Linked DNA regions of Zea mays: region 1 is linked to region 2. The links are chromatin contacts, called in public Hi-C maps. All regions are on one chromosome and are shown on one strand. Each heading gives the region's core, a stretch centred on a gene start, on an enhancer-like site or on the middle of the called end of the contact. The rest is flanking DNA. Distances are from core to core; before and after follow the strand shown.

Evidence for each region. A called contact is a pair of places that touch in the nucleus more often than the background predicts.
Region 1: a Hi-C map of bundle sheath shows a contact between it and region 2, with 4 times the contacts expected there. The contact joins two enhancer-like sites. A contact is called at or near these places in 2 of 25 Hi-C or Micro-C datasets (bundle sheath and endosperm).

Annotation. Positions count from the first base shown.
Region 1 is chr4:99,076,199-99,080,538 of Zm-B73-REFERENCE-NAM-5.0, forward strand. No RefSeq gene overlaps it. Among protein-coding and RNA genes, the nearest start is that of LOC109946033, 53 kb to the right of the region's middle. Within about 2 kb of position 2,278, at least 17 of the 20 cell types and tissues checked have an H3K27ac peak or open chromatin away from gene starts, as enhancers often do. A contact at or near this core is called in bundle sheath, where this site is marked.
Region 2 is chr4:98,776,790-98,780,614 of Zm-B73-REFERENCE-NAM-5.0, forward strand. No RefSeq gene overlaps it. Among protein-coding and RNA genes, the nearest start is that of LOC118477066, 270 kb to the left of the region's middle. Within about 2 kb of position 1,867, at least 17 of the 20 cell types and tissues checked have an H3K27ac peak or open chromatin away from gene starts, as enhancers often do. A contact at or near this core is called in bundle sheath, where this site is marked.

The DNA of each region.
Region 1 (4,340 bases), core at 1,028-3,527, 300 kb after region 2:
ATAGGATTAGATGAGAAATTAATTTTCTAACTGAGTTCATGTCAAAACAGTGATACTAAATGATAGAGAATATTATTACAAAATTTTAGAAATTGGAATGGTTCAATTTGGAGCTAAAATAAATTTTCTATGCAATAAACAAGTTTTAACACTTATTTTCATATTAAAATCTATTTTCTAATTATTTTATTCAATTTACAACAGGCTCAGGACTAGGCCTCGATTTTCAGAAAACTCAGGGGCCTAGGTGTAACTAATCCTAAGACTCAGACGACCCACCAGGTGGACTGCGGGTTGATACTAGTATAGTAGGGGGTCTCTTTTGCAAAATCGCCAAGCCGAAAGGGTATGGAGCAATCCTGACCGCCCGATCTTGAATGGGCGGCGCAGATTAAATCAATCCCGATCGAAGCGGTACCCAATCCGAGCCGCACGATAGAACTTCAACGTCTCAGATTTAAATAACCTACATTGATTCACCGCCGACCGATCGGAATCGGACGACGCACGATCCGACCACCCGAATCGGTACCCCCGTGTTCTAATCCCAGCCGTTCACGGTGATCCAACGGCGCACGCAGGTCATCCCCAACCTACGCCCAGATGGCGGCAAATCACACCTCCACCGCGGTGAGGCTCACCGGCGACGGCTATCCGACCCCCCCGAACGAACTATTACCAAATTCGACGATGATACACCATAGCCAGAAGGTAAGGAACTCGAAGCAGGCGACATACCGAGGTTTTGAGCTGCACAGACCCTGGTCCACGGCGAGCTGCGGATTCCAGGCGAAATGCAAAAGACGGCGAGCAATTGCCGTCGCCCGCGGTTCGCACCACCCGATTGCGGGCGCAGAAAGCTTCCTCCGACGACTACGGTCCTCCACGATCCAACTCCGAGAGCGGAGATCCCCCGACGGCGGCGAAGTCTGTTTCACATCCGCGACGGCGTCGGGTGATGAGGGCACGACTATGGCTTCGAGAGGGGGGAGGCAGCACAGGTTTTATACCCAGGGTAGCGGCCAAAGTCCGAGTCAGAGCCAGCCGCGAGATCCGCGATGGTTTGTTGAACCACCCGCACTGATTTCGCGTGAGCGGCGAAGGTTTTCCGTGGAGCTTGGTTGGGGGAGGATCCGACAGGTAGGTCCCTGCGCTCAGTGAGAAAAGAAAGAGGAGAAGGCTGCCAGGTGGGCCCGGTTCGACAGCAGAGGGGGGGGAAATGGCGCGAGCGGGCCAGGTGGGGGGAAAGAGAAGAGGCTGGTGGGCCGGGCAAGGGAGAATTTGGCCCATGCGCAGGTTGCTATTCCTTTTCTCTTTTTTTATTCTATTTTGTTTTCTATTTGAATTTCAAATCAACCCAAGTTTGAAGTTCAAACCCTTGATTTAGATACACATTATAGAATTTCAGCATGATGTGCAAAAACATATTTTTATGTATTTATTTTATTTTAGTTCTTTTAGACAAGCTTCCAATCATATAATAGAGAATAATCTCCACCTTGGATTTTTAACATATTTCTTTTTTTATGTTATTTTTATATTGTCATAAAATGCACTCATAATAAAAATTCCAGCATGATGCATAATTTAGTGTCATATATTTTTATTAATTGTTTTTAAAAGGTGGTGTTCACATGTGATGACAAATGAATGGATACACTCATATAAATAAAGGAAAACACTTTTCTGCTTTTAATATGATCTCTAACAAATTAGGTGTTTACAGCTTAATGGTATTATAAGGTTACTTTATGATAGACAATATTAATGTGAATCTAATGCAACTGGAATGAATCAATTTGGGCCTAAAACAAAGAAGTTATGGATTTATGAAGTTTTAGGGTTAATTTCTATATAAAACTCCATTTTTCTGATTTATTTAATTACTCTAGAGTTTTATTTGGACGGCGGCATAAAACCCCAAGTGTGCAGGGGCTGACTCATAAAATTCTGGGGTACCGTCGAAATTAATTTTGCATCGCTAGAGGACAGCGGGTTAAATAAGAGAAAGAAGAGGGGCTCTTTATGAAGATTGCGGGTCGAAGAGGTACGGGTGTATGCGAGCGGCGCGATCAAGGTTGGACGCGCGAGATCAGATCACGATCTTTCTGAAATGGCATATAATGATAGCCGTAGGATCTTTCACCGACGCTTCAATTTTATAACGCCCAAATTGATTTTTGAGTGTCCGATCCATATCAAACAGCCCGCGTTAGGTCTGGCCAAACCAGTATACGTGAATCAATCCGGGGCGTCTGTTCCGCGATCAGCGATCACACAACTTTCTCCCCAACCCTCTAATCTCTATCGTTCATCTAGATCCAACGGTATCCACACCATCTTCTTCCTACAGCTGACCGAGCGGCGGCGGGCAACCCCACGATGGCCCCACCCCGGTGAGCCGGCAGACCGACGCCTTCCCTACTCTGATATGAACCCGACGACAGGCAATAGAGAGCGAATTATATGGCGAAGACTACAGAGCGGATCCTTACCGGGGATCAATGACATGGGCGAGCGGACTGGGACGCGGCACCACGGCGGCATCGGGTCGAAGGCGAGAAATTGTGTGAGCACTGGTGGTCCCTACTTGGTAATAAAGCTACAGCCACCCTCGCCGTGCCACAGGTAAGCTGTTTGACCCACATGCCAAAGTATTGACGATAGTAGAATGGTGAATCGGTGATGGCGGATTATCATGCATTCCGTCACCAGTGGGGTCTCCGTCGATGCACCCACGTGATGAGCCATGATGGAGTTGGTCAGGGGCGGCCCGGATTTATAGCCCCAAGGTAGAGTCTGTGATAGCGTTTGGTCGGGAAGACCCGTGTTCTTCGCCCGGTCATTTGCAATCATCCCAAGGTTGTTTGCGGGCACGACCCAACGAGGAAGAAATCCGACGACCAGGGCTCATGTGCCAGGGAAACAGCGACACGGCTCATTTGTTTCCGGGGAGAAAGGTGTTGGTCACTAGGGCCCACATGGCTGTGAGGGGTGCAGAGCACGGTGCGGCCGATTATGCTGACGACCCGGTCCCAGTCGTCAGCGGCGGAAGACGTTTGGGCTGAGGAAAGCCAGAGATGACGAGGCGGAGCCCCTTCACGGGTGAAGGCCTGGTCAGTGGGGCCTGCCTAGAGGTGACCGAACAGGTGAGTGTGCTGGGCCGCGCGGGCGCGGCGAAGGTGGAGATGGGCCGAGGAGATGATTTCTTTGGCCCAGCGAAGTCTTTCTCCTTTCTCCTTTTCTTTTTATTTCTGTTTTCTATTTGCAAATTTCAATTTGAATATGGGTTTTGACTTTCAAAATTGAGTTAAATGCACAATACAAAAACTCCTGCATGGGGTGCAAAGTTTATTTGTATTTAATTATTTCATTCATTTGAGTATTGCTTATATACTACCCATGAAAAATAATTTACCCAAATGAATCTTTGCAAATTTTATGTGCACTTGTAAATTTCAAATTCAAATTCAAGTTTCAAGACCGAAGTATATCTTTGAATAACTGAATTTTAATACTATCAAAATTTTAAATGATACTATTTGTTCACTTTTAGGGAAAGAAATATTTTATAAAGGGAGGAATTCATTCCTAGAAGACATTTTATCTTAAATTACTTTGGAGAATTCTTTAAATCACCAAAATGTTATTTTGGGTGTTACATGCAAAGTCAAGTGGGGCCATCACTCAAAGGAAGAAGCAACCTAGGAAAGAAAATATGATATGAAAGCCAAGTACCCTGAACTCTTTGCTAGCTAACCCTAAATTTGGAGGGTGAGATTTTTTAAGGGGGATAGGTTTGTACCACCTTGAATTTGGGGTATAAAATTTCTTCTCTAAATGCCTACCAAATTCAGGTGTTACCCTTTTTCTTTCTCTCTAGTCTCTCTCTCTTCATTTTGAGTAGAATTAGGTTAATTAAGTGAGGGATTAATTATTTATTTTGTCAAAACTATGTGAGTCATGATTTATTGCATCATGCTGAGCCTAAATTATTCTTTGAACTGATGCACATGTTTGAATTGGTTTGAATTTGAAACTTGGTTTGAATTTGATTTGAAATCCATAGAGAAAATAAAAATAAAAGACATTAAAAATTCCCAGGAAAAAGAAAAACCGAAAGCAGCCCATTTGGCCCAATCCAGCTCAGCCAGGCCGCGCGCGCCCGCATCGCCTGACAGGTGGATCCCACCTGTCAGCGACGACCGCGCACGCGCTCCCTCTCCCTCTCTCCCTCCCGCTGCCCAGTGGGATCGGCCTATCGGCGCCGATCCGTCCGCGCACGCGCCCGCTCTCGCTCGCTGCTCGGTGGGACCTCCCTGTCAGCGCTGACCGTCCGT
Region 2 (3,825 bases), core at 617-3,116:
TAGCTCCTGGCCGAAGCCTTTTGATCATGGCCTCAATGACAATTTCGTTGGGCACTGTGGGCGCTTGTGCCCTCAGACTTAAGAACCTTCGGACATAAGCTTGGAGGTATTCTTCATGGTCTTGCGTGCACTGGAACAAAGCCTGAGCAGTGACTGACTTTGTCTGAAACCCTTGGAAGCTGGTGATCAGCATGTCCTTCAGCTTCTGCCATGATGTGATTGTCCCTGGCCGGGGAGAAGAGTACCAGGTTTATTTGATATTTTTGACTGCCATGACGAAGGATTTCGCCATGACTGCTGTGTTGCCCCCATATGAAGATATGGTTGCTTCGTAGCTCATTAGAAACTGCTTCGGGTCTGAGTACCCATCATACATTGGGAGTTGGGGTGGCTTGTATGATGGGGGCCATGGGGTAGCCTGCAGTTCTGCTGACAGAGGAGAAGCATCATCAAAAGCAAAATTTCCACGATGGAAATCATCATACCATTCATCATCATCGTAGGAATTGTCCTGACGAAGCTCTCTGCGTTGAGGTCTTCGATCCTGGTCATCTTGAGTGAGATGACGCATTTCCTCAGCAGCCTCATCGATCTTCTTTTGAAGATCGGAAAGACAAAGAATCTTCTCCTTCTTCCTCTGGACCTGTTGGTGGATGGCTTCGAGGTCGCTTATTTCTTTGTCCAACTCCTCCTCCTGAGGCGTTGGACTTGTAGCCTTCCTTTTTTGGCTTCTATCTTCACATAGTGTTTCTTGGTTGACGTACAGTGGCTACAATGCAGCCCCCAGCGTTGAAGCTTGTAATACCTAAAATGTGTAAAGTGATACTATATTGGATCTCCTTATTTTGTGTGCCATCTCTGCATCATAAAAAAAGAGCATACATATAATTAAGAGTGATTAATTAAAAAAAATGATACTAAAATAAAAGAAAGTGCATCATATTGGGATTTTGTTTGTGCATTTAATGAAAAGAGTAATACCACTAATAGAAATAAATTAGTGACAAAATTAAGGGTTTAATACCTAATTTGAGAATTTGAAAAAAGGGAGTAACAAAGAGAAGAAGAGAGAGAAAATACTCTATAAGGACAATAAAAATATAAATAAATATATATATATAAAAACATATACTATTATTACACTAGGGAAATGAAGTTGAACATATGGCCAATGGTGAAATTCATAGCAAGATCCACATTCAAATTTGAATTTTTTTAATAGAAAGAAAAGAAAATAGAAAAAGAAAAGAATAAAAGAAAAGGAAAAACCACGGATGGGTCGAATCCGTAGCACTCGGCCCATTTCCACTGCCTTTCCCTCCGCGCGGCCCACCCTACCTGCGTCTGCGCTCGTGCTATCGCCAGCGATGCCATCTGGCCCACCTGTCATACCCACGCGCGTAGCTCAACTCTGCTATCTAGCGTCGACGTGCGGGGCCCACCGACCAGCCACCGAGCGCGCTGTTCTTCTTCTCAGTCGCGGCGGCTGGTGAACCCAATCTTCGTGCCTACCGTCGAGATCAAGATGCAACTTCATGACCAAGCCTCCCTGCGACGCATTGCGAGGTATGAGCAGGACCGGCGTATTTCCCTTGCCTTGGGCGTCGTTGTGGACCTTTTGGTTTAGGGCTTAGTGCACAGAGGCGTGATGTGGTGGTCTCGGCCATGGCCTCGCCGTCGCTGGAGAGCGCCGCCGTAGCGTGTGAGCGTAAGGTTGAAGAAGTGCGGGTGTCCGTGGATTAGGAAATAGACGACCGAGATTAGGCTACGGATTCCCCCTTCGCGCAGGTAGATCTGGACCGCAGGATAGAAATCATGCGGGCGAGGGGAAATCAGGGTCCTTTTGGAATCTGGGATGGAGGTAGTCAATCCAACGGTCGTGATTGGGTACCCATTCGCGATGGCACTGATTTAATCTAGCACGTCCGTTTCAGATCGGGCGGTCAGAACTTGCCGATACCCCTTTGGCTCTAGCTTTTTGCATAAGAAACCCTAAGGTTAAAAGAAATCAACCCGCCGTCCAGGGGGCATTGCTCTCTGAGTCGTAGAAATATTTACACCATAGCCCTTGTACTCTTCACAATTTGAGGCCCAATCCAGAGAGTATTGAAAATAAGAAATTAATATCAGAAATAGATTTTTAATGTATAAATAATTGCTAGAAACTTGTTTAAATTTTAGAAAATTCATATGAACTCCAAATTGGTCCATTCCAGTTCCTAAATTTTTGTAATATTATTGTTCATCCATTAGTTCCTCTGTTTTGGCATGAAAGACACAATAAGATTTATCTAGTACTTAATCTTGTTTTAAATATATAAAACCTTGGAAAATCATAACTTGAAATCTATGACTCCAAATTTAATGATTCCAGTTCCTAGGATCTTATTTTATTGTTTAGACTTTTATTGTGTATTTTATTTACATGTTTGGTGTGATGTTAATTTCTCCTTTATGCTATGTATGTTTGTATTGATGCGAGTAGACGAGCAAGTCACTGAGGATCTAGGGCTTCAGCTGGTAGAGACTGCTGAGCAGGAGCTCGTGGAAGGCAAGTTGTGCCCTTGATCACTTCTTTTACCCAGTCATGTTCTTATTAATCATAATGATCTGCATAGGTTAATTTTGCTGGGACCCAATAGGTTACCCTAGATTTTGACTATCTTTATACCTTGTTTCACCACTGGTTTTACTACTAAATTTTTAGGTAGTACATGCTATTGCTTTATGTGGCTTTGGGTATAAAGATATTCATCACTCATTGTTATAGTTTTTATCTATTTATTATTACTATTCATGATAAGATCATTATGTTAATGGGAACATGGAGAACCACCGGGGAAAACATTGCTACCACAAGGGTTTAATGGGACGCCCTTGGCTGATTAACTAGGAAAGCTAGTGGATGACTACCTTACCCGAAAGGGGCAAGGACAGTAGGAGAGTGGTCAGTGTAGGGAGGTCCTTGGGTTGATTTTTCTGCGATGGCGGTTAGGCGAGGGATTCCTGCACTGGAGCTTCCTATAAACTGTAGCGGGTTTTCTGAAGCTAGTGCAACTTTGTAAAGGCCTCGTAGTGGTACCCTGCCTCACTTCCTTGGTAGAGGTGTATGGGGTCTGATCAACTCCGTGGCAAATGGGTAACACAACTTGTGGGTAAAGTTGCGCAACCTCTACAGAGTGTAAAACTGGTATACTAGCTGATCATGAGCGGCTCAGACACTCACATGATTAAATTATGGAACTTAAACTCAATTTGTCATTTCATTGCATTTGGGATTATTTTATTATTACTTTTATTTATTATTTCTAAGGTTTGGTATTTACTTACACTTAGTAATTTCTATTAAAATTTTGACCAACTTATAAAAGCAATGCTCAGCTTCAGCCTTTATTTTATTGATCAGCCTTACACTTCACATGAACTCTCACCTTTGATGAGTTCATGCCACATTATTCCCCACAACATTTTGAGCGATGAACATGTGTGAGCTCACTCTTGCTGTCTCACACCCCCCACAGGAGAAGAACAGGTGGTTCAAGTGGAGCCAAGTATCGAGGAGTTCGATTCGATCTAGGTGGCGTCTCCCAGTTGACTTTCTGGCGCCAAGGATGGATTTTAGATCCTGTTATGTTTATCTTTTATTTTGTAAGACTTCCGCTATGTAATATATACTCTGATTATATTGTGACATTTATCCCTATACACTCTGTTATTATATATGTTGTCTTCTTTGGCGCATGTATGAGATGCACCCGACTTTGTCCCTTAAAGCCCGGGGGTGACAAAGCTTTCTTCGGCGGCATGACGAAGGTCACAGCTTGC